2 separate regions of the Sus scrofa genome follow, and region 1 is linked to region 2. A link is a contact called in public Hi-C data. All regions are on one chromosome and are shown on one strand. Each heading gives the region's core, a stretch centred on a gene start, on an enhancer-like site or on the middle of the called end of the contact. The rest is flanking DNA. Distances are from core to core; before and after follow the strand shown. Region 1 has its middle 72 kb from the start of C7H6orf223. Region 2 has its middle 87 kb from the start of TRNAV-AAC.

Region 1 (4,098 bases), core at 825-3,324, 81 kb after region 2:
CAATTTAAACTCTGGTCCCAACCCTTGTTATCAATGTAAAATTCCTCTTGTGGGGGAAGCTTATCAAATATTTCTTTTTATTTATTTATTTATTTTTGTCTTTTTGTGTTTTCTAGGGCCACTCTCACGGCATATGGAGGTTCCCAGGCTAGGGGTCGAAACGGAGCTGTAGCTGCCGGTCTACACCAGAGCCACAACAACGTGAGATCCGAGCCGCGTCTGTGACCTACACCACAGCTCATGGCAACACCGGATCCTTAACCCACTGAGCAAGGCCAGGGATCGAACCCACAGCCTCATGGTTCCTAGTTGGATTCGTTAACCAATGTGCCACGACAGGAACTCCCTTATCAAATATTTCTGAGTGAGACGTAGATGACCTTCACTTTTGTACACTCATCATAAATCCCAAACCCAAAGCCTGCGTTTTGGCTTCTTGAAACAATGATGACAAGGCCGGCGTCTGTCCATTCCCATGCCCCGTGGTTCTGAACATCACCAGATAAGCCATAGCCAGCAGCAGACCCTCTGCCTGTTTCCCTTCCTATTCCCAGACCCTCCTCCTGCCCAATTCTTAGGGTCACTTGTCTACCAATGACTCAGACCATGCCCAACAGGTTTAGTAAGGAAATGAAAGCCCCAGGAATGGTTTACTGGAAGCAGAGAGTTGATTTTTTTTTTTTTTTTTTAGGACATATGGAGGTTCCCAGGCTAGGAGTCAAATGGGAGCTGCAGCTGCCTGCCTACGCCAGAGCCACAGCAACGTGGGATCTGAGCGGCATCTGCGAGCTACACCACAGATCACGGCAATGTCAGATCGTTGACCCACTGAGTGGGGTCAGGGATCAAACCCACGTCCTCATGGACACTAATCAGGTTTGTTTCTGCTGAGCCACAACAGAAACTTCCCAAAGGCACAACGTTGAAATGAGGGCCCAGGGATCAAGGGAGGCCCTGGTGGCCACTAAAGGCAGTTTGAGCAGGGCGGTGGCGTCTTTTGAAACTCACCCTGCTGGGGAAGTGGAGAAGGGGCTGCAGAGCAACAGTGTTTAAAAGAGCTGATAAGAAGGAATTTCCGTAGTCCAGACACCAGCATCTGGGAGCCCAAGCTCTCCAGATGGGTAGGGAGGTCTCGGAAAAGGTTTGGCATTAGAGCGCTGCCCTCCCACCAGCCACACCCCTGCTCCCAGGGAGCGCCCACCCTCCCCTCCCTGACGCCTTGTCCAGCCTGCCTTCCCCAGGGCTCCAAATTATTCAGCTTGGGAACCAGTCAATGAGTCTCGCGTCTGCCCCAGGCCGCAAAATGGAATCTTTTTTTTTTATTTATTATTATTAGCTGTCCCTTGTTAAGTCATAATTGCAATCATGTAACATTTAATAGAGACACAAACTGATCCCCATCGCTGCCCCACAATCATTCATTAGCTAACAAGATGGAGCGGCTCATAAAAAAGGGCCGTTAAAAAAATTCCGGAGAAATGGAAAGCAGGAGGTGATGCAAGCTGTGGTTAACAAAGGCCGGGGAGGCGTGAGCGGGTGTGATCGGAATAACCCAGTCCTGATAAGCCACAAAGCAGAGCCGGCTGCTCCCGCCTCCCTCTGCCGCCTGAGTCAGAGAAGGCAAGATGAGTTCAAAATCCGGCAATGTAATTAGCAGGTTGCATCATGCCTCTTATAAATGACAATGGGCACAAAGAGGGTGGATGGAGGCGCAGGGACTGTATGGGTAACTCAATCCTGGTGCCCAGGAAGGGGCCGGGAGCTGCCACCCAGCCACGTGCAGGCTCCCGTCGCCTCTGCCTGCCATGTCACGGGACCGTGAGAGGCTTGCTCAATGCCTGCTTTGTGTGGCCCGGGATAATGATTTACAAACTCAAGGAATCAGGAGGTGCGAAAAGAAGATGACCCTCTTAACCCGGCCATTGTCTCCCCTCCGCCTGGAATGCCCAGCCCTCACCCACCTGGTGCACCTGTGCACACGGATGCCGTTTGGAGATGGTCCAGGTGAGGAGCCCTCATCAGGGCTGAGCTGATAAGATCCAAGGGGTGTGGCGACAGTGTCAGGGATGACTGAGATTCTGCAAACAGAGATGGACCTCAGGGATCTGCTGAGGTGCCTCTGCAGAGGGGTGGGGGGAGGGGAGGCATGGACAGACCTTGGTTCTGATGACAGAGCCAGCTCTGTCCTCGGGGTCGGTGACCTGAATCCAACCCCAGGCTTTGCCATCAGCAGGCTGGAGCCCGGGCAAGGCATTTCCCATCTGAGTGCCTCAGTTTCCCTACCAGCCCTGGCCAGAGCTGGCCGTGTGACCCCAAACAAGCCGGCTCAGTGTTAGCGGGGACCTCAGGGTCCCCATTTACAATGAGGGCAGTGACCCAGACTCTCTTTAAAGTCCTGATTTGGACTTTCTCTGGGTCAACCAGAAGCTCTTTTCCCCAAAGGTAACCAACTAGCCAGGGACCCTGGAGCCTGGCGACCAGGGAGATGGCCCAGCAGCTCTGCAATCTGACCATCTGCATGAATCGGAGCCCGGGGATGCAGGGGGCAGTCAGCACAGGCACGTGGCAGGCTCGGGCAAAGCCAGGTGCTGGTGGCACCGTTCCCCAGAGGCTGGGAGACACACCCTTTACTTCCTCCTGGTGGCAAAGATTTGCCCTTTCCGTCTGGCCTTTGCAAACAGCCTTTACTCCACAATGTTTTCTTAGCAGCCCTGTTCTTCCGCACAGAAAATAATCCTGTGAACTTTATTATCTCTGCAGAGGAAGGACAAGGATATAGATCTACCCTGAAGTTCAATGAACTCTGCTCTCTGGAAAACCAGTCAGGGCAACAGCCTAATGGGAACTCTTTGTTGTTGTTGTTGTTGTTGTCTTTTTAGAGCCACCCTGGTGGCATATGGAAGTTCCCAGGCTAGGGATCAAGTCCGAGCTGCAGCTGCCGGCCTATGCAATGGCCACAGTGACACCAGATCCCAGCCACGTCTACGACCTACACCACAGCTCATGGCAACGCCAGATCCTTAACCCACTGAGCGAGGCCAGGGATCGAACCCACACACGTTCTCATGGATCCTAGTCAGGTTTGTTACCACTGAGCCACAACGGGAACGCAGGGAAATTTTTTTCTGAACAAGGCCCAGCCCCAGCAGAGTTTCATTCTGAGTCTGGGAGAGAGATCCAGGCTGCCCCCTGAACTGGGAAGTTGCCAACTCCTCAAGCTTCCTGTCCTCTCTCTGTGCCTTAGTTTCCTCAATTCTAAACTGATGGCGAGGAGGAGGAGGTGGGAGGATGCATGTAACTGAACCCCTTTGTTGTACGGCAGAAATCACCACAGCCTTGTGAATAATCAACCATACTTCAATAAAACTATGAAAAAATACATTTTAAAGAGATAAAAATAATAAATCATAAATTAAAAACGTAACAAGGAGGTGGAGGTTCGGATGGAATCTGAGCGAGCCCTGCCTTTGCTCAGACCCAGCATGGGGGCCCTGGCTGCAGTACAGGCTGCTGGTCTCAGCCCCCAGGTCCCTTTGCCTCTGTAGCCACAGGGCGTAGCTGAAACTCGTGACTCTGATCACACTCCACCTCTGCTTAGATCCCCTCAAAGCCACTGCCCCCCAGCAAAGTTCTGGTTTGGGGCCCCATCTTCCTCCCCCACATGGAAGGGGGAGGTCCCTTCCAGCACACCCCCAGCTATTTTAGACCTCTCTCGTTTCACGTGCTGTTCGCCTTGTCCCCGATTACCCTGACTTTCCCGTGTTCAATTGACCTGTTCAGATTCAGCCTCTGGAACCCCACTCCTGTGTCACCTGCTCCCAGAAGCACCCCCACCCCCAGGTGCCCCTTCTGTGCTCCCCCACCTGAGCAGAGCTCCATCTCAGCAAGTGCCAAGTCAGACGCAAAGCAGCCTCTGGGCTGTGTCTCCCCTAGATCATGAACTTCCTGATCCAGGGCCGTACCCGCATGCCATCAGGGCCCAGAAGTGTCTTCCTTACTGAACTGCTGCCTTTTCCCCTAATGAGGGAAGAGGCAGATGTGGCCTGAAGTCCTGGCCTGAGGGGGTCAAAGGATGGAAAGCTTGCTCCTTTGTTCCTT
Region 2 (3,705 bases), core at 570-3,069:
CCACGGATGGTGCTTCTGTGTACCCAGGTCCTCTAGAAACTCATTCACCAGTAGCTCATTCTGCAAACATTTCCTGAATACCTTCCATGCTTTAGACCAGAGGTTCTCAAACCTGAGTGCACAGAAGACTCAACCAGGAAGTTTGGGGAAAAAAGGCTGATTCCTGGTCCCCAGCCCAGGGACTCTGGAGCAGGAAGCTGCTGAGGGGCTGCCCAGGAACCTGCATTTTCAATACAGTCCCTGGGGTGATTCTGCTGCACTGGATTTATTTTTTATAAATTGTTGCTATGGTGGTTTTAAGATCATACTTTTGGGCTCTGTCCTCGAAAGGCTCATTGGGTTAAACAAAGATTGTGGAAAATACCTGTAATGCCTTCTGGTGAGTTCGGTGAGCAGAGTGGGGGCCAAGGATTTCCAGGAGAAAAGAGTATATGGGGGAGTTCCTGTCGTGGCTCAGTGGGAACAAATCTGACCAGCATCCATGAGCAGGCAGGTTTGATCTCTGGCCTTGCCCGGTGGGTTAAGAATCTGGCGTTGCCATGAACTGTGGTGTAGGTTGCAGATGCATCTCAGATCCTGTGTTGCTCTGGCTGTGGTGTAGGCCAGCAGCTGCAACTCCAATTCTGTCCCTCTCCTGGGAATCTCCATATGCCACAGGTACAGCCAAAAAAAAAAAAAAAAAAAAAAAGAGTATATGTGACCATTTTCAGAAAAGACCCAAGAAGGCTTTGCAAGGGAGTTAGGAAAGTTCTCCCTCATCTCTGACCACTAGTAAGCTAAAGTCACACTGGTTTTGTTAGAAGAAGTATGTAAAACTTAGCTGTTTAACCATCCCCAAGCATTTTCATGTGCTTGGCAAGGTAGGAGAATTCAGGCAAACACACAGAAGATTAGCTTCTAGCAAAGACGTGTAAAAGCAAAGCATAATTAATGCATTAAATGAGGCCAAGGAAAAGAATGCATATAAAAATGCTGTCTTGGTACAGTGCTGAGGAAGGGAACAATGCATGACAGCCATGTTTATTAATAACTTACCAACTTTCTATAAACAATCCTGGGAAACATGACTGAGGCAGTGCAGGTGAACTTGGCTTAAACCTTGGCCCCGTGCTTTGCCCCTCCTCCCCTCTGCAGCGTTGGGCCCACCAGGAACTTTGCCTGCAGCTGGTCCCGGGAAACAGCAGGGTGTGTGTTTTTATTTTGCAAATATTAAATCACAGTATTGATTATGCTTTTGCAGACAGCACACTTCTCTCTCCCCCAGCTGCCCCCTGGTCAAGAATCTGGCCCTGGGGGGTTCCTGTTGTGGCACAGTGGAAATGAATCCAGCTCGTATCCGTGAGGATGCAGGTTCGATCCCTGGCCCCGCTCAGTGGGTTAGGGATCTGGCGTTGGCCGTGAGCTGGGGTGCGGGTCGTAGACGCGGCTCAGATCCCCAGGTGCTGTGGCTGTGGTGCAGGCCAGCAGCCGTAGCTCCGATTTGATCCCTAGCCTGGGAACCTCCATATGCCACAGGTGCGGCCCTCAAAAAAAAAAAGAATCTGGCGCTGAAGTGCTCAGTCATTTCGAGGACCTTGCTGAAGACAGGGAGGCTGGACGGGTCACCTCCCCACTCCCCGGCTCACTGCCACTGGCATGCTTCTAGAAGGTTACATAATCTTTCTTTATTTAAGGTTTCAATTCTTCCCTCTGAGAGTGAATGGACTTCCGGGCCTGGAGTTGGAGGTATTGGGCTGCTGGACGTGGGGGTGGGGAGAGGGCTGGACTGGGTCCAGGGAGCTTCTGGAGGCCGCACTCTTGCCCTCTCGCCGGCTGGTCCAGGGATGGCAGACCTTCCTGAGGGGAGGCCAGGAGGTGACCTTCCTTACCCTGGGCTGGGCTGCAGGCCCCCCAGTCATTGCCTTCTTGGACACTGCCTGGAAGTTGCTTCATGCATCCCAGTTAAATTTCACCTTGTTGACTCAGGCCAGTGTTCCCAGAGCAGGACAGGTTTCCCTGGCTTCTCTAGCTGGCCTGGGACTTCCCCGGCCCCCTGAACATCCCACACGTGCCTAGGCTCGCCTCCCCAGGGCATCGCTCCTCCTCATGCATTCATTCAACAAACATTCCTTGCACACCCATTAGGCACCCCATACTGTGCTGGGCTGGGCTTCAGAGGCAGAGGCCTGGTCCACGGTGTGGACAGGTGGACAGGTCTAGAAGCAGATCATTTTGCTCTAGTGTGGCATAAGCCAAGGGATTAAGGGGGCAGAGAAGGGTCACCTAATTTAGTTTGGGGGGACATGAGGAAGGCAAGGAAGTCTCCATGAGGGAGATAAAGATCTATCCGAATCTCAGATTATGAGACGGGAGGAGTGGCTGGGGGTGTTCAGCAGAGACAGTACCCTGAACGTGAGGCTGGAAACAGCATGACCAGGGATGACTTAGAAGTCGGCTTAGGAGTTCCCATCGTGGCGCAGTGGAAATGAATCCCACCAGGAACCATGAGGGTGCAGGTTCGATCCCTGGCCTCACTCAGTGGATTAGGGATCCGGTGTTGCCGTAAGCTGTGGTGTAGGTCGCAGACACAGTTTCAAATCCTGCGTTGCTGTGGCTGTAGGCTGGCAGCTGCAGCTCCAATTGGACCCCTAGCCTGGGGACCTCCATATACCGCAGGTGTGGCCCTAAAAAAGGAAAAAAAAAAAAAAGGAAGAATAAGTCAGTTTAGAAGATAAGCCCTAACACCCACATTCTACCATGATCTTAGCCCCACTCTCTCCCTGCTTCAGACCTTGTGATCCAACCCCTAGAAGAGGACTGCTTTTCCTCTTTTTTTTTTTTTTTTTTTTTTTTTTTGTATTTTTAGGGCCACACCCATAGCATATGGAGGTTCCCAGGCTAGAGTTAGAATCGGAGCTGCAGCTGCTGGCCTATGCCACAGCCATAGCAACACAGGATCTGAGCCATATCTGCAACCTACACCACAGCTCACAGCAACACCAGATCCTTAACCCATGAATGGAGGCCAGGGATTGAGCCCCCATCCTCGTGGGTACTAGTCGGGTTCATTCCTGCTGAGCCAAACGGGAACTCCCCCCCCACCCTGGGCGTCTTTCTTAATATTGAGCTCTGGAAAGGTAGGCTGCCACAGGAACTGGACAATGTCACGAAACTATGCAGCTGCAAAAGGTGGGGAAGGCAGAAGACTTCCAAGCCAGAGGGAGCTGGGTTTGAATCCTTCACTGAGTTCTGGCAAGATGCCGAAACTGCCTGAGCCTCAGCTGCCTCGTCTGTGGAATGGGAACCCTATAACTCTGATGGTCAATGGGTAGTGAGAGAGTGAGAGAGCCTATATTGGCAACTGTTGGGGAGTGCAGCCCAGGGGAGGAGGTGGCTGGAGCTCATGCCAAGCCAAGTCTCCCAGCCCGGGGTTTGGGCCACCATCCCCATTGCTGCCTGAGCAGCTGTCTGGGATGTCCCTCTCTGCGTGAGGCCTGATAACGGAGCCTGGGGAGCTGTCCCCAACATAAATAGTGCGGCCCTGAGTGTCTCCTGATCTGGTGCCCTGTGGCCCGCTGGCCCTCTATTTCCAGAGCAGTGGTGCAGAAGAGAGGGGTCTGCCCAGCATCCTTCAGGCCTCGAGGTTGTGCAAGGCTGTGTGACTCTAAACAAACTGTAAACCTACCGCCTCCCAGGCAATTCCAAGCATTCTGGCCAGCAGGTGGG

What was found. Hi-C and Micro-C count contacts between places; a contact is called where the count stands out from the background.
Region 1: a Hi-C map of liver shows a contact between it and region 2, with 2.0 times the contacts expected there. The contact joins two enhancer-like sites. A contact is called at or near these places in 4 of 47 Hi-C or Micro-C datasets (embryonic fibroblasts, epiblast stem cells, fetal heart ventricle and 1 more).

What each region holds. Positions count from the first base shown.
Region 1 is chr7:38,918,992-38,923,089 of Sscrofa11.1, forward strand. No RefSeq gene overlaps it. Among named protein-coding and RNA genes, the nearest start is that of C7H6orf223, 72 kb to the right of the region's middle. Within about 2 kb of position 2,075, at least 16 of the 83 cell types and tissues checked have an H3K27ac peak or open chromatin away from gene starts, as enhancers often do. A contact at or near this core is called in liver, where this site is marked.
Region 2 is chr7:38,838,187-38,841,891 of Sscrofa11.1, forward strand. No RefSeq gene overlaps it. Among named protein-coding and RNA genes, the nearest start is that of TRNAV-AAC, 87 kb to the left of the region's middle. Within about 2 kb of position 1,820, at least 10 of the 83 cell types and tissues checked have an H3K27ac peak or open chromatin away from gene starts, as enhancers often do. A contact at or near this core is called in liver, where this site is marked.